Regions from separate parts of the Oryctolagus cuniculus genome. Here region 2 is linked to region 1. Evidence: chromatin contacts called from public Hi-C data. All regions are on one chromosome and are shown on one strand. The core of a region is the stretch at or near the end of the contact, and the rest is flanking DNA. Distances in the headings are between cores, read along the strand shown. Region 1 overlaps KLHL2 (kelch like family member 2). Region 2 has its middle 8.1 kb from the start of TMEM192.

Region 1 (5,835 bases), core at 2,708-5,207:
TTCATGCTTTCATTATGAGATTTGTCTTTGTAATTATATTTGTTTAAAAATGTAAGAATGAGGCCGGCGCTGTGGCTCAATAGGCTAATCCTCCACCTTGTGGTGCCGGCACACCGGGTTCTAGTCCCGGTTGGGGTGCCGGATTCTGTCCTGGTTGCCCCACTTCCAGGCCAGCTCTCTGCTGTGGCCCGGGAGTGCAGTGGAGGATGGCCCAAGTCCTTGGGCCCTGAACCTCCATGGGAGACCAGGAGAAGCACCTTGGCTCCTGCCTTCAGATCAGCACGGTGCGCCGGCCACGGCGGCCATTGGAAGGTGAACCAATGGCAAAAAGGAAGACCTTTCTCTGTCTCTCTCTCTCACTGTCCACTCTGCCTGTCAAAAAAAAAAAAAAAAAAAAAAAAGTAAGAATGAAACATACAGATAAAATAACTGCTTCAAAATAACAAAAGTTTGTAAAAATTCATCAGGTTGTGACTTAACGATTTGTGTGTTTTTCTATATGTATATCAGATTTCATTAAAAAGTCTACAGATTAAAAAAAGAGGAAGGGGAAATATAAAGGGTTTCAGATGAAACGAGGTTATCCACAAGTTGACAACTGTTCAAACAGGTGAGTACTGTTCCATTTTTGTATATGTTTCTAACTTTTCATAATTAAAGATATTTTAAATGCTATTTATAAATCCAAGAAACTCAAGCAAATACCAGATTCAGAAGCATGGTATGAACGTGGGAAGTGCTTGAACCCCTGCTACCCATATGGGAGACCTCAGATGAAGCTCCTGGCTTTGGCCTGGCCCAGCCCCAGCTGTTGTAACCATTTGGCACGGAAGATGATCTCCGTCTCTCCACTTCATGCTATATAACTCTGCTTTTCAAATAAAGAAATAATTTTTAACAGTAAAATAAAATATAGTACACTAAAAATTTAAAAATCAGTATTTATATTTTTATGAAAGTGACAAGAATTTGTATTTTTAAAGAAATGTATTTATTTATCTGAAAGGCAGAGAGAGAGACAGAAAGAGAGAGAGATCTTCCATCTACTGGTTCACTCCCCAAATGGCCAGGAACTTCATCTGGATCTCCTACGTGGGTGGCAGTCACTAAAGCACTTGGGCCACCTTCTGCTGCTTTCCCTGGCACGTTATCAGGGAGCTGGATTGAAACTAGAGCAGTCGGGACTCAAACTGGCACTACAACATCGGAAGTTGGGGTCGCAAGCAGCACCTTAACTTACTGTGCCTCAATGCTGGCCTTGCCAGTAAATTTCCCACCAAAAAAAAAAAAACAAAAACAAAAACAACTGTTGGCATAATTATAATAAACAACTTGCACATTAATATCTGGAGTTCTATTTCTGGTAAGAAAATTTTCATGTTTTGTAGTACAATGTAATAAATTTAAGATTCTCAAATAGAAGAGAAATCAAATCTAACTCCTGAAAACACAGTAAATGAGTTGTTTCTGATATAAGTAAAACCATGAGTATTCATGTGAATTCTGGGTATCTGTTGCATTAATCCTCAGGTAACCCCAACCCACCCCGAAGTCAGGAATCTTTACCACTGTGGAGACAATTAACAACCTAGCAACTATATAATGTTGATGGTTGCTTCATACAGGAAAAAACTGCCCTAAATATTCGACCCTCCTTAGTTTTCTTAATATACATAACTTATAAGAGGCACATTATGGCTAGAATTTAGTGGAGTTTAGATTTAGAAGGAATATTTCTACTTGGCTGAGGAACAGAATTGGCCATATTAGAACATATCAATGAATTCACATTTATCTTTTAAAGGCTTTTTTTTTTTTAATATTTACCTACTTCATTTGAAAGTCGGAGTTACACAGAGAGAGAAGAGGCAGAGAGAGAGAGAGAGAGAGACAGAGAGAGAGAGAGAGAGAGAGAGAGAGAGACAGAGAGACAGAGAGGTCTTCCATTGGCTGGTTCACTCCCCAGTTGGCCACAGTGGCTGGAGCTGCGCCGATCGGAAGCCAGGAGCCAGGAGCTTCCTCAAGGTCTCCCGTGTGGCTGCAGGGACTCAAGGACTTGGGCCATCCTCGTCTGCTTTCCCAGGCCACAGCAGAGAGTTGGATCGGAAGTGGAGCAGCCAGATCTCAAACCGGTGCCCACATGGGATGCCGGCACTGAAGGCGGCGGCTTCACCAGCTACACCACAGTGCCGGCCCTTAAATGCTTTCAAAATGCTTCAACTCACTCAAAAGGACTACATGAACACTGTTATGTATCACAGCATTCCCAAATTACAGGAGGGCTGAGTTCTAAGAGCTCATCCACAATCAGCTTCCCCAAACTCAAATCACACTTTCCCATGGAAACCACTTTATAAAGGGTAACTAGGCCACCAGATCACCCCACAGGAATCTACGGAATTCAAATTTATCAGACTTCTTGTGCCTTACTGAAGCATTGCGTCTTTCTCCCAACTAACCACTAGGAAGATTTCTTTCCAATGCTAAGGTCTATGTACCGAAACTCCCTCCCTCACTACAGCAAGCATACTGCAGGAAGCAGTTTAGACACAGGGCCCTGCATCTGAAAGCTAGGGAAGTTGAGGATCCTGAGGTTATTATGGGGGCAATGACTGTAACTCCTCCTCCTGGGTTTTAGATGCAAGGTAGAATCTTGTAGGCAGGCAGGAGATTGTAATTTCTACCAGGTTTATCTTCACAGGAAGACAAATTAAAAAAAATTAGAAACATCCTAGTAATCACTTTTAATATGTATTTTTAAAAGTATACAAACTCAGAGAAAAACTGTAGGTTACCTTTATAAACTTGTATAACATGAATCTCTACTCCCTTACTGGAGATGCACGGTAGGTAGGGGAGCGATGAGAGTCAAAGTGATGACAAGAGCAGCAGCACACCAACTCCATCCCAAAGAGAAGCCAGCAGGCAGTCACAGAAACCAAGGTCTAAGGAAAGGGCTGCTCACATCTGGGGTTCACTTTTCTACTCCATGTGAATGTGATCTAGAGTTCTCTACTTTGAAGATGTTTTAAGCCACAAAGCTTATTTTCACAAATTCAAGAAAAAGGCATCAAAAATTGCAGAGATATAACTAACATGCACATAGTTTCTTACACAGCTATTAATCTGACGATGTGAAAGAAAAATACACAGGGATTCAGTATCTGCATAAAATTAGCCATTCCATTATTCAGGCTCCACACCAATGTACAGTTGCTTTTTTCTTACGTTTTCAATTTTGTGAGCATGTTTCTATTAGGCAGTGCTCTCATTAAAAGATTCTGGATCTATTTTTATAAAAGCCAGGTCTAGAAACATGACACAACTCTCCAGAGACCACTGCAGAATCAGGCAAGAACTCAAGGGTTCCAGACTTTGGCTTCATGCCCAGCTGATCGCACTTGCCTGCATAGGTGTTAGCCTTGTTCAAGAGGTCTGTGCACGCATGCATATCAGCAAAAGCCCGGATTCCTAGGCAGTTCACAGGGTGAAGCTGGGATTCCAAAAATTCACAGCAAGTCTTCTTCACATCCTGTAACTGTAACAGACCAGCTGCTGGGAGAAGTACCTGCAAGATACAGAGGAAGGAGATCAGGTGACCAGCTGGTCAACGGTCCCATCTCTCATTTATTGCCGCTACACAGGGGGGCACAAGAGGTCCAGCCATTCACATTCACACCCCAAAATTACACAGAAAACAAATGTAACAATTATTTGCAAAAATGGCGATGACTCTTCACTCTTCACTTTCTCCCTAATTCCCTTCAAGGGCCTCCTCTCTGTGGTCAGAGGAACACAGACACCAAATCATGTTAGATTAATGGTTCATTTTGTAAGGAAAAACAAAACGTTCCTGTTGAGTTGTGAAAACACAAAGCATTAGGATGCTAGAGGGTGCTATGGTTCAGTGAAACAGCTGGCTCCTTTGGTTCAAGCAGGCAGGAGCTGCAATGGTTTGTGGGAAGTGGGGGCAGGGTGACACACATCACAAAACGCCTCATTTTGCAGAGGCTTTTGTTTTGCCCTGTCTCAGTGATGCAATAAACTGTTTCCCTCAGCAGGTGGAACATCTGAAACCCAACAATCTCTAGCTACAAGCACACTGTTTCTCTAGAATGTGCTAAAAAACAACATAAGAGGTGACTACCTAACTGTAACTTAAATTTGTATTTTTTATTCAAATAAATAAGCAATTTTATATTACTTAAAGTGGTGGAATTTAACCAATGTCTTCACTATAAATCCTATATCCAACACTATCATTGCTTTTCAAATAGGTCAACAATGGAAACATTTTCCTTATTAAGTGAATTAGTAAGTTTTATGTTAAGGACCATATCTGAAAGTCAAATTAAGAAGAAAAACTTTACTTTAAAAAAGTTACTTAACATCTGCTTTCTTTTATGAAAGTCAAAAAAAAAAAAAACCCTTAACTATTAGAACAATGGTCAATTTTAGAAAAGATCACATTAGCATAAAAAAAACACCCTGTGAGTTCTTTCAGGAGTTCATTTACATATACACCATCCTTCAGCCCACAACACTGAGGTGCAAAGAGAACAGAGCAAAGAAATGGTGGTTTTTAATATCTTTTATGATGCTCCTGAATCTTCATAATAAGTTCTGAATGTGGAAAGAGAGCATTCATACCTTTCTGAAACACAAAATGCTCTTATTTTCTTAGAGAGCTCGTAAGCTTTCACTCTCAGATCTAAAGTGTGTGTGGCTGCACATGTGTGTGTATGTATACATGCATGTGTGCACAAATGAACAAAATTAAGAACTTAAAGGTGTGACTTTCTGTGTTTCAGCCCGACTTACCAACTACTAATAGTTTTCTCTGAAACAAAAGGAAACAGTATGTAGATAATGCCTTTTCCTTCTGACTTTAAGAACAATGAAATATAAATAATATTGCTCTAGCCAAAGCTATTGCATAATATGTACAGTGTGTTTCATTACTTGATGGGGATGGATCTCCACGGAAGGCTTTAATTTGTTGATAATTTTCCAGTCAGAGGTTTCCCTTTGCTGATATAATTGTACTCTGAAGCAAAGTAAAGAACATTCCAAGATGGTTAACAGTGCAGCCATTTAATTCAGCACACACATCCAGTCTAGAAAGTGGTCTTCAGAGTGATATTCAGTTTCTGGAATGATCACCCATCTCACCAGCATTTCCCAGAGACAACACTGTGTGGTACAGCAGTGTTCAAAGTGTTTGCTGACAGAAACGCACAGGGAAACCTGGTTCAGCAGAAACTGGCTGGCTCTTGCGCTGAGAGTATATGCTGGCTCAATTATGAACAATCTGTTTATTTCAATCAACATTACAAGCCCTTTAAAATACAGATACAGAAACATATGAACAACATCTCACACTTACAAGGTATTCACTACCACAGTAGACTAAATGTCCATCACAAGGAGACTGGTCAAATAACTACAAGCATCCATTCAAAGCAATGTTTTTTCTAGTCATTCAAAAAAAAGAGGACACTACACAAATGGGACTACTTCTAAGATACATTCTTAAGTGTAAAAAAAAGTGATCAGTGCATATTTTGCTATCACAAATGTACACACCTATATTTACATACATGTATCTACCTTAATTATATGTGCCTATATATTATTATTTTTTTTTTTTGACAGGCAGAGTGGACAGTGAGAGAGAGAGACAGAGAGAAAGTTCTTCCTTTACCGTTGGTTCACCCTCCAATGGCTGCCGCGGTCGGCGCACTGCGGCCGGCACACCACGCTGATCTGAAGCCAGGAGCCAGGTGCTTCTGGTCTCTCATAAGGATGCAGGGCCCAAGGACTTAGGCCATCCTC
Region 2 (5,673 bases), core at 2,259-4,758, 160 kb after region 1:
TTCATTCCTATTGGGTATGGGGCAGGACTTTTCTGGAGTGAAGGTCTTATGTCTTCTATCAGACAAGGTAGGCCAGGGAACTTCTTTATGGTCAGCTGTTTCGCAGAAAGGGAGGCAGGTTTGAGTAATATTCTTACATTTTATGGGCTGGATTGGGGGGAAGGAGTTCTGATTTCTGTGACCCACCCTAGTGGAGAGGATTCTAGTTGCTATGACTTGCCTTGAGGGCAGGACAAAGTCAGAGGGAGCTTGCCTCTGGCACTGCTCCTGAGGCCTTGCAATCTCCTTCAAATTACTCAGCACACCAAAGACTATACACTGGAGTATGGTGTTTTTCTTATGAGAGGAAATTTGTAATAAACATTGTAATAAACCCGCTGTGGCGCAGTGGGTTAAAGCCCTGGCCTGAGGCGCCAGCATCCCATATGGGCGCCAGTTCTAGTCCCGGCTGCTCCTCTTCCTATCCAGCTCTCTGCTATGGCCTGGGAAAGCAGTAGAAGATGGTCCAGGTCCTTGGGCCCCTGCACCTGTGTGGGAGACCTGGGAGAAGCACCTGGCTCCTGGTTTCGGTTTGGCGCAGCTCCAGCTGTTGTGGCCATCCAGGGAGTGAACCAGTGGATGGAAGACCTCTCTCTCTCTACCTCTCTCTGTAACTCTTTCAAATAAATAAAATAAATCTTTTTAAAAAATTATAGGCATAGTGGAAAGATCATGAGCAGACAGAAGACAGGCATCTAACAAAACCAGGAAGAGGACTAAGAAGAAATAAACAAAAAGTTGCCACCACTTTGATCTCAGACTTCTGGTCTCCACAGTGGTAGGAAAACAAACTTCTATTGTGCAAGCCACGCAGTGTGTGGTACTTTGTGCTACAGCAGCCCCAGCAAGCTGATATGTCTGGCTCGCTGCCTTGCAAACAATAGGAGCTGAAAAATGTGAATTTTGTTTCACAAAAATCAGTTATCGCATGTTTCTCCGATCTTATGAAGCAACATCCCAGTGAACTGGAGCAAAAGTAAGTAGCTAAACCTTCTTTCCCAGACCAAAGATACTGCAGAAACTTGAGCTTAACCCAACAAGTAAATATAAACACCATGTTTCAAATACTGGCAAATCATTTCCCATTCCTTCCCCTTTTAGAAACAGATGGCAGGAAATCTTAAAAGATTTCTCATAAACAGCCAATAGAAAAGAGAACATTTATAATACTTATAATCCAAATAATTTTTGTGTTGGCTTAATTTCATCACTGTTACTAAGTTAGTAGGTGGGGTACTTGACGGAGTCTCTAAAATTTCTAAAGATGTCTGTGACCAGGCGTCGGATACCCTCAAGTCTGTCAAGCACTCACACTTGGACTAACAATAGTGGAGAGGAAGAAAACCTCCTAATAATCAGTCAGGTGCTCCGGAAAACACAACTTTTATTCCTTCCTTAGCCTTCTTTTGGTAGAATAAAGCCAGCAGAGAACAAAAGGAAGTGACTCCTCTGTCTTCATTATGCTTTATATGTTCTAGGGTAAAGGTCACGTGATGTCTTTTCCCAGAGCAGAAATGAAACTCCCTAAAGTTTGCAGACTGATTTGAATATATATGATGAAAAATTACAAGAATGAGCTGAAACTCAACATCTGCAAAGAGAGGCCAGCGTGTGATACAGCAGGTTAAGGGGCTGCCTGAAGTGCCAGCATCCCATACGGGCACCACTTTGAGTCCGCTTCTGATGCAGTTCCCTGGGAAAGCAGCAAAGCACCCGAGTGCTTGGGCCCTTGCCACCCATCTGAGAGACCCGAATGAAGTTCCAGGCTACTGGCTTCAGCCTCCCCCAGCTCCAACTAATGTAGCCATTTGGAGAGTCAACCAGGAGATAAGACATCCTGCCTTCCTCCCACTCCGTAACTCTTCCTTTCAAATAAATAAATACATATTATTAAAAAAATCTGCATGGGGGCTAGCGTAATGGCACAGTGGGTTAAGCTATGCTTATGACACTGATATCATTTATGACATCATTTATGGGTATGGGTTCAAATCTCTGCTGTTCCACTTCTGATCCAATTCCTGGCTAACGCACCTAGGAAGGCAGCAGAAGATGGCCCAAGTGCTTGGGTCCCTGTCACCCATATGGGAGACCTGGATGGAGTACTAGGCTCTTGGCTTCAGCCTGGACCAGCCTTGGCAGTTATAGCCACTCTCTCTACTTCATTCTCTATCACTCTACCTTTCAAATAAACAAATAAATCTTTTTTTAAACCTGCAATGAAAGTGTTCTATGCTGTTCCTCATTTAGTTTATAACTCTCAACCAACTAAGATTTCCATAAAGGCAATACTGAAGAAATTGAGTTTAAAAAAAAATTAATATTTGTTTACTCAAAAGACAGAGAGACAAACAGAGCACCCATCCTCTGGTTCTCTCCCCAAATGCTCACAACAGTCAAGGATGGGCCAGGTAGAAGCCAGGAGCCAGGAACTCAATGCAGGTCTCCCGACAGATGGCAGCGACTCAACTACTTGAGCCATCACCTGCTGCCTCTCAGGGTGAGCATTAGCAGAAATCCGGAATCAGGCGCAGAACGGGATTCAAATCCAGGCACTCCAGTGTGGGATGTGGCTGTCCCAAACAGCATTTTAACTGGTATGCCCCTGATCCTGAAGAACATGCTGCTTAGAAGAGACTGAATGCATAAAATCAGTTTCTATGTAACACAGCAATCTTATCAAAGTTTTCCAATCTTGCTATTTTAAAATAATTCCAGAAACTGAAAAGACTTTGTCCCATCAGAAATGTCTGCCTTATTGTGGTTGTTGTTGGTAGTGGTGGTGGCAGCGGCGGCGTGTTAAACCATGGACTACAGGGTCATATGTACTTAGCTTTATCACCTGACGCAGTTGTGTGACTGGTGAAATCATCTAGCTTCTTTGAGTCTCATTGTCCTTTCCTGGAAAATGAGTATAATACCATCTCATAAAATTTAGATTTAATGGGAACAGCAACATAAAACCTGATGTATAATGGGCACTGAGTAAGTCTTTATCTCCATTCCCTGTTCTTGAGAAGAGGAAATAAAGGCACCTTAATGTCCTTCCTCAACCTTGCAGCTAAAGCGTTCTGGTTATGCCGACTGGCTGTGTGCTTTTGCCCTGCACAAGGAGGAGGGTATCCGGTGATGATGTGTCTGCTGCAGATCGCGATGAGGATGACCCCTGAGGCAGTTAAGTCTTCCCTTTCTAAGCTCTTTCTCTGGATATTTCGGTTTATCAGCTTCCTAGCCCAACGCCTGACACATACTCAGTGCTATTCAAATAATCACTCACTTTACTTCTTCGGGAGTCATTAAAAGCCTCTTCAAACATGGCACAGAAGGGAACACGAACCTCTGTCTTCAAGAGTTAGCCAGAAACGCTCCATGGAGGTCTCCTTTGGAAGAGAACAGAAGACCCTTGATCCGAGTGGGCCACCTCCTTCTTACTAACAGAGAAGCAGCGCCGCTCAGTGGGCAGGATGACAACTGCACCTCTAAATGCAAGCATGTTTGCGGGGAATCTTCAATTACCTTGTTTAGATTACTAGGGGGCACCCTTGAGGTTCCTTAACGTTTCCTGATGGTTTGCAGTGAGCACAAGCTGCACTGACCTCGCTGGCTGCTCCTAAGGAGCAGCCACCAGGCCGGCGTAAGGGACATGGTGTGGAGGACAGGAGGAGGAAAGACTGATGAGGTGGAGCCAATTTCATACCAATTTCTTCTCTGAGTTTGGTTGGAAGAAAATATTTTGATAAGCTTCATGGGGTAAGGATAGAGTATCAGAAGCTGTCTCAAGTTTGGCCTTGTGGCATAGCAGGTGGACATATTTGGGGACACCAGCATCCCATATCAGAATGCTAGATTGTGTTCTGTTGCTCCATTTCTGATCCAGCTCCCTGTAATGTGCCTGGGAAGTCAGCTGAAGATGACCCAAGTCCTTGGGCCTCTGCACCATGTAGGAAACCCAGAAGAAGCAGCTACTGGCTTCGGCCTGGCCTAGCCCTGATCATTGCAGCCATTTGGGGAGTGAACCAGCAGATGGAAGATCTCTCTCTCTCTCTCTCTCTCTCTCTTTCCTTCTCACTCTAACTCTTTCAAATAAATAAATAAATATAAAAAAGAAAGAGTCTTTTTCAGTCTTTTGTAGGACATACTTTCTTTCATCCCAAACAGTATGGTATATACATCTCTGCCTTCCGTCTCTGAATGCTTGGGAGTTGTCATATTGTCTCAAAGAGTCCTTTTATTTTTAGCACACTCTCAGAGGCAGTGAACAAGTCTTCATATCCAAAAACTCACCTTAAACTCCAGTTCTACAACTTACTGCTCTGAGTCCCACTTTCCCTATCTATAAAATGGACAAAATAACAATTATCTCCTAAGATTAAATTCTTTACCCTATATGGGGTTGGCACAGACGAGGAACTCATGAAATGATTTAGCTCCCTTCCTGTCTACCCGCTACCCCTTCCCACTGTCTTGTAATCTGCAGGAGAGGGGACCAGGTGCACACAATTCTCTGCAGGCCTCCATGTAGCACGGCATGTAATTAAGTACTTAATAAACGCGTTTTGATTAAGTTCAGCATCATCCTAGCAGGCGAGAAGCACTTTGCTCAATCACTCTGATGAGATGTTTTCCCTTGGCGGAAGTTCATGGCACCGGTGCACAGTTCAGGATGTTGTTTTGGCAAACCACATAAGGACGCTTCGATTTATTTCTCCCCAAGATGGGAAGCAAATTCTCACACCTGTCTCACACTTCAATTCTCTGCTTTAGCTGTGTAATCTGAGGGCCTGTCCTTTCGCCAATACTGTAGTTAAGGAACCTATAGGCAAGCAGGCTGAGAAGCCAGGGGCTAGAGCAGTGAGTGGGTTTGTTGCTCATTGCTGTCAGCACCCCTGCACCCTCCCACAGGTCAGGGACAGAGCGGGCAGCTCTGCCTTCTGCGGAGGATTTCAGAACAGGTGTCCTTAGCCGGGATCTCCTGCCCTTCTCCCCTCACCGATTTCTATGGGAATCCAACTGAAACCAGGGGGTTGTGGAGTCTGTGGCATAATCAGAGTACCTGGGCAAGAACACAGGGCCTTCTGTCTTACAAGGGGGTCAGCCTTTTCCCTCTCCTCCCCTTTTCTCTCCTGAAAAGCAAAGAAATGTCTCTCTTGGCTTCATGCATATTCAGTCAGCTTATATCTTTTATTACCTCAGGAAGCTTTGGCTTTGGTTTGTTAATTTTTAAAGTTTTTTTTTTTTTTAATTTTTTATTTTTATTCATTCAGCAACTGAGAGAGCAAGTGAGAGATCTTCCATCCTTTGATTCAGTCCCCAGATGCCACAACAGCCAGGTCTGGGCCAAGCTGAAGCCAAGAACCAGGAATTCCATCCAGGCCTCCCACATAGCTGGCAAGGACCCAGGTGCTTGAGCCATCATTAGCTGCTTCCCAGGCTGGATCAGAAGTGGAGCAGCCAGGATTCGAACTGGTGCCCATATGGGATGCTGGCCTGCAGGCCATGGCTTTAACCCTCTGTACCACAGCATCAGCCACTGCCTCTTTTATTCAGATGCCAAAATGTGAGGTAAAATATTTTGCTTAGTATCTTACACTTCAGGTGCACCACAGACCTAAAAAGGAATTGACAGGGCCAGCT

What was found. A called contact is a pair of places that touch in the nucleus more often than the background predicts.
Region 2: a contact with region 1 is called in a Hi-C map of an unstated tissue, with 6 times the contacts expected there. The contact joins two enhancer-like sites. A contact is called at or near these places in 2 of 6 Hi-C or Micro-C datasets (liver and an unstated tissue).

What each region holds. Positions count from the first base shown.
Region 1 is chr8:131,562,319-131,568,153 of mOryCun1.1, forward strand. KLHL2 (kelch like family member 2) reads right to left here. Exons shown (of 15, transcript XM_008273508.4): 5 at 3,406-3,568. Among named protein-coding and RNA genes, the nearest start is that of MSMO1, 58 kb to the left of the region's middle. Within about 2 kb of position 3,958, at least 1 of the 8 cell types and tissues checked has an H3K27ac peak or open chromatin away from gene starts, as enhancers often do.
Region 2 is chr8:131,722,158-131,727,830 of mOryCun1.1, forward strand. No RefSeq gene overlaps it. Among named protein-coding and RNA genes, the nearest start is that of TMEM192, 8.1 kb to the right of the region's middle. Within about 2 kb of position 3,509, at least 1 of the 8 cell types and tissues checked has an H3K27ac peak or open chromatin away from gene starts, as enhancers often do.